2 separate regions of the Ovis aries genome follow, and region 1 is linked to region 2. A link is a contact called in public Hi-C data. All regions are on one chromosome and are shown on one strand. The core of a region is the stretch at or near the end of the contact, and the rest is flanking DNA. Distances in the headings are between cores, read along the strand shown.

Region 1 (2,700 bases), core at 14-2,513, 49 kb after region 2:
TGAAGAGTTTCAGTGGAGTGGCCCCAGGGTGATAGCTCAGGGAACAAATGAAAAACAAAAAGGAATTCAGTGAAAACATTTTTTTTTTTCTTTTATGACTTACTCCTGGGTCACTTCTGCCACTGGTAAAGCCAGAACTTCTCCAACAAGAACCTTGCAAAAGTCCAGTGAATCAGTCGAATCATTCTGTGGATGCCAAAGAATATTTTGACCATAATACAGCACAGCCAGGACCTGACAACTTGTCACTTGGACTTTTTTTAAAAATGGAGTTCTTTAGCAACCAAGTGTAGAAACATGTTCGTTGCACACACCCAAGGAGGTGAGCCCAAGCTCTCGGACAAGGATGCTGTTCTGCTGCTGCTGGTGTTGGATTTTGGATCCTGGGCCCACTGTGAGCTCTCCTGAACCCTAAAACTCTGCACGAGGAGACTGACGGTGAAACCAGCGTGGCAAAAGTCTCACCATGGGGATCCCCCTCACATAACACAAAGCGCAAATCAGTGGGATAGGGAGCAGGCTGAGCACCCATCCCCGACTCAAGACTTTCAAGGTACGGCAGTGGCATGGTCATGGACACTGAGTTTCATGTGAGTTTTATCAAAACAGGAAACAAAGATAATGACTAAGTTTAAAGGGCTGGACAGATGTGTCCAGTCGGAGCAGACTCAGAGTGGGCTTCGAGGACTCTGGGCGTTGGGATGGCATGAGCTACTGTGTAGAGTTTGGTCTGCCTGGCGCCTTGGTAGTAGTGGCCAGTGCAGCGTCAGCAGCAGCGTCCTAACCCCATTCTCTGTTTACTGCCTTTGAACAGATCTTCTTCCTTCCCCGTGCTTCGGGTCACCTCGGGTAACAACCTTGTCTGTGCTGGATTGCCTGGTCTGACCTCACAGGAAGCAAAGGGACCAGCTTTAAAGAACAACCAAACTCTGCCGGGAGGTGGGGTGCTCAGGTCCAGTAGACTCAGCACTAGCCTGCTTACCCTTCATCCATCCTGAGGCAGGGTCTGGGCGCTCTGGGGGCGAGGTAGGGCATAGGACCAGGGCAGGCAGGTGGTAGGTCTGGTCAGGGTCTGGACTGGGTGGGCCAGGCCAGGAGACCAGCAGAGGGCCTCTACTCAAGTTGGCCTCTAGATTTCAACCCACTTCTCAGTTGGCTCTTGCTTTGAATTGAATTATCCCTGGGGTCCCGTGTCCTGCACGGAGTCCGGGTGCCTCTAAGGCTGGCTGCCCAGGGCCTGCCAGGCCAGACCCAAGAGCTTTGTCTGCCAGCCAGCTGTCCACTACTGGGACGCCTGCCAGGCTGCAAAGAAGACAAGGACACTGGCCCTCACCACTGGCCTTCCTGCTGCCAGCACAGCCCCTTCACTCTGCGGCTTCCCATCCACCGTACAGGTGGTTTTGCTGCCTTTGAGGTCAGGATGGGAAGCTGGGGAGGTGGCAGGAGGCCTTTTCCAGCCTAGAGGCTGAGGTGCGTCTTTCACGCAACCGTATCTGCAGACACTTACTGGAGGCATAAGCTGCTCTGGAAGTTGGCCCGGCGGTCTTTACCACTCTCCTGGTCCCTGCTGCCCACCTCCTTCCCCCTTCTCACAGTGAGAAAGGATAATGTGCAAGGAAAGTATTTTTATGGATCATAAATGTATTTTAGAACAAACGCAGAGAAGAAAGGTTAGAAGGGTTTATTTTATTAAATGAGCTCTGACTTGGTGACAGTGTGTGAACATTTGCAGTGTGAAGGTCTCAGGTTCCCTGGAGAAGCCACCCAGGTTTCCAAACGTGGGTGTTGGGCTGTGGATGTGTGAGTTTGTGCCAGGGCACGTCTTGTGTGTCCATGTGCATGTGTGTCTGTGTGTCACGTATGGGCACACAGTGGGACTTGCCAGGGCAGTTTCTAGAGAATCACATGCCTAGTTCTGACAGACATTGGCAGCAGCTGGACTTGGCATTCCTTCCTTACTGCCAGATGTGGCCAACCTCTCTGCCTATACCCCAAGCTCTGCAGAATGGTCTGGATGCCTGTAACAAGGCCCTTGGGGAGGCCACTTCCCATGGCCCCGGCCCAGCTGGCCACATTGGCCAAAGAGCCAGGGCTGGAGTCCAGGACCTTTGGTTGTTCTTTAAGGCACTTCCTGCCACCTTGTCCCTCAGACGCACAACACTCTGTGCTCCACATCGGCTCGGGGTGGGAGGGTGATATGAATGTCACAGGAGGAGACACCTTCTGTCTTTGTTTCAAAGAAAGTTGATGTGCCATTTGTTAATATACAAGAGAAATATTGAAAATATATTGAAAAGAGCAATTTTAAATTATTTTTGGCTTATGTTGCAATATTTATTTTCTTGTATTAGGAAAGATTCCTTTGTAGAAAAAAAAATGTATTTTTCATTAACGCAAAAACCTATTTCTCCTTTTTGTACATTGTCCATGTTCGCTACCCTTAACGAGCAATAGAATGTATGGCTGCCTCGGGGTGGCCAGTGCCCGCGTGCCCTGCATGATTCTGTGGTCCTGCCCCCACGTAGCTCCCAGTCCCATCCTGTCCTGCTCACTCATGGGGGTTTCCAGAGCCTAGCCCTCACTGGAGCCTGTGGCTTCAGGACCCCCTCTGCAATCCTCGTGTGTTGGCAAACGCAGTTAATAAAGCAATGTTTTCTGTGCTGGCTGGTGTGAGGCTCTGTTGCATTGGGGAGTGGGAGA
Region 2 (2,700 bases), core at 175-2,674:
ACTTTTTATTTTTGGCAGTGTGGTAAAATGGAAAGCACATGGGTCCTGGGGTCCGCTGGACTAGGTGCCCGTTCTGCTGCCACTTGCTAGCTGTTCTACTGGTGGCAAGTTGCTAAATCTTTTGAATAGGTAACATGCAGTTTTCCTGAGGATGAAGGAGGATGACTAACAGTCCACAGCCCAGATCAGGTGCCCTATAAATGGTCATTCACTCCCTCTTCTTCCTCTAGGTCATTTAATAACTGCTTGCCATGGGATCAGGATGGCTAAGAGGAGGAGCCTGTCCAGTCCTCTCCTACATGTAAACCCTTTACAACTAGCTCTAACAAGAGCAGTTCCCTTCAACTGTGCCACTGTATCTTGGTACCTCCACTCTCACCTCAGATATGCAGCTACCATCTGGACCTTGACCATGAAGTCCACAATCATTCAGTTTTTTTCCTGGCCTTCCCTTTGGCCCACAGTGGGAAATCTTGTATATGTCCCTCAGTTTCTTAGTGCTAACAGCTCTCAGGGAGTGTATTTGCACCCTTCCAAAATGTAGGCACCAGGAAAAGTGCTAATGTGCACCGTATACACTGAGTCAGACCCTGCTATACAGTTATAGTCCATATATATATATATATATATATATATGGCCTCAGGAAGCCTCCAACCACCCCATTCTACAGAAGAGGAGAAAGAGACCCAGAGATGAATTCACCTGCCCATATGAAGCAGCCTTGGAACTGCAGAGCCAGAATTAGAGCCTCCCTATTTAACCATTTTGTTACATGCTCACAGTCTGGGACACCTGTTTCTGGGCGCTGAGCTTGAGGTTCAGAAAACCTACCAACTGACTACTGAACGCTGGAGCAGATCTAATTGGGAGGTGATACCCAGCCCCTCAATCTTGCTGGCAAACTTCCCTAGACTTTGTGAATGGAGGCCATGGAAGAGAAATGTTGCAGTGACTCCCTTGGAGCTCGTATTTCTTTCCTGTGGCAAAAAGTGCTTATTTCAGCATCCATCATCTCCCTCTTTGTTGTGTAGACAATCCGCCCTGTCTGAGGATTTGTGCTATTATGAATTTGTTTATTATTGGATTTATTTCTCCTATAAGCAAATGTGTTCACAACATTCCATCAGGGAATCTTCTTAATTGTCACATAAATGTCATCTTATGTAAATTGAATATTTATCTTTCCACAGAAGGGGTGGAGGGAAAAGAAAGGATAAACAACCTTCAGTCTTGGAGAGGGGAGGCGGTTCCTGTTTCAGTTCACAACTCACCCACGTGCCTTCAAAGTCAAAGGTGAGGTTGAAGAAATTATTGGATCATGTTTGAGGGATAGCCAAAAAGGAGGGGTTAGAAAAAGTTGGCAATGATGCTTTGAGGATATTGGGCCTGGCTCCCAGGTCTCCCCCTCCCCCAAACCCCGCCTGAGTCCAGACCACCCCTTCCCTAGCTGGGAGCATCTGAGAAGGCTGCAGTTTGCCCCCCACTTCTCCCCATCCAGAAGGCCAGCCAGGCTCCTTCCTCGAGAGAAGGTGAGTGCGGCGGGCGCAGCGGGCTGGGTGGGTGTGGCCCGCGGCTCCGGGAACGGACCCAAGGCCCCGCCAGCGCCCGAGAGCCGCCCGACAGCCCGCCTGCCTGGCGAGCGCAAGCTCTTCTTCCAGAAACTGCGAGGATCCCAGCGAACTGTTTGTGCACCACAAGGTCAAGTCGGGAAGTGGAGCCGGAGGAGGAGGGGCGAGGAGGCGAAGGGTGGGGAGAGGGGCGCCCCGCTTCCTCGCCAAGTGCCAATCCTTGGAAGTTGCCCCTTGGTTTTTAACCCTTTAAGGGGAGTGGGAAGGAGCAAGGGGGAAGTGGATACCCTCGGGCAAACTCCTACTGGAACCAGGACGTGCAGCCACCCACCCACTCACCCATCACTGCGTTCTCTACCCCCCGGAAATGCGGGGCTAAGCCGGGTGCCCGGAGGCACTCGGGCGGGGGGAGGGGGCGATAAACCGAGAGGGACCCTCTCTACGGACCGCCCCTCCTTCTTGAGGTGGCCCACAATTTCAAGTTTCCCCAGCCCGGGATGTTAGTTTCCATCTGCTCTGGGTGGGGGAGGAGAGCCGCGCCCCCTCCCCCAGACTCGCGCGCGCCCCTCCCCTCCGCTCCTGCCAGCACTTTCTGCTCACTTCTGGCGCTGCAAAACGCCACGCGATTTATTCGTTTCGCATTTTTAAACCAGCGATTTAACCAGCAGGGCCTAGAGCGAGGGTCTTCCAGCGCTGGAACCCCGGGAGGCGGGGTGCTCTGTGCAAACCTCGTTCCCTCCGCGAGTGTCGCCTTCAGGCTGTTATTTGCAAAGAAACGTCTTTTTGACGCAGGGAGAAATGGCAAATTTTAAGTACGTCATTAATATGGCGCCAAAAGATTTTTTTAAGTATAAGCTTGCTTTTTTTTTTTTTTAAAGGTTGCGGGGGGCGCCGCCCCGGTCTGGGGCGCGAAGGGGGCGGGGTGTGAGCAGAAAGTGTGAGTGAGAGTGGAGGGGCGGGGTATGTGTGTGAGTGTGTGAAGTGTGAGCAGACCTGATGGGACTTGCACGGGCGCAGCCGCCGCTTGGGCCCGGCCCTGGGGACAGGGCGGGCTGGGGGTGCCCCAGAGCCCGTGGGGAGTACAGGCCCGAGGTGCAGGCAAGAGGGCGGCCCAGCAGGGTGCCCTCCACC

What was found. Hi-C and Micro-C count contacts between places; a contact is called where the count stands out from the background.
Region 1: a Hi-C map of tail adipose tissue shows a contact between it and region 2, with 2.4 times the contacts expected there. The contact joins the enhancer-like site here to the promoter of JADE2 in region 2. A contact is called at or near these places in 5 of 16 Hi-C or Micro-C datasets (hypothalamus, liver, muscle and 1 more).

What each region holds. Positions count from the first base shown.
Region 1 is chr5:43,747,183-43,749,882 of ARS-UI_Ramb_v3.0, forward strand. It overlaps JADE2 (jade family PHD finger 2), which reads left to right. Exons shown (of 12, transcript XM_042250530.1): 12 at 1-2,660. Among named protein-coding and RNA genes, the nearest start is that of SEC24A, 35 kb to the right of the region's middle. Within about 2 kb of position 1,264, at least 12 of the 54 cell types and tissues checked have an H3K27ac peak or open chromatin away from gene starts, as enhancers often do. A contact at or near this core is called in hypothalamus, liver, muscle and 1 more, where this site is marked.
Region 2 is chr5:43,698,056-43,700,755 of ARS-UI_Ramb_v3.0, forward strand. JADE2 (jade family PHD finger 2) reads left to right here and starts at 1,425. Exons shown (of 12, transcript XM_042250530.1): 1 at 1,425-1,530.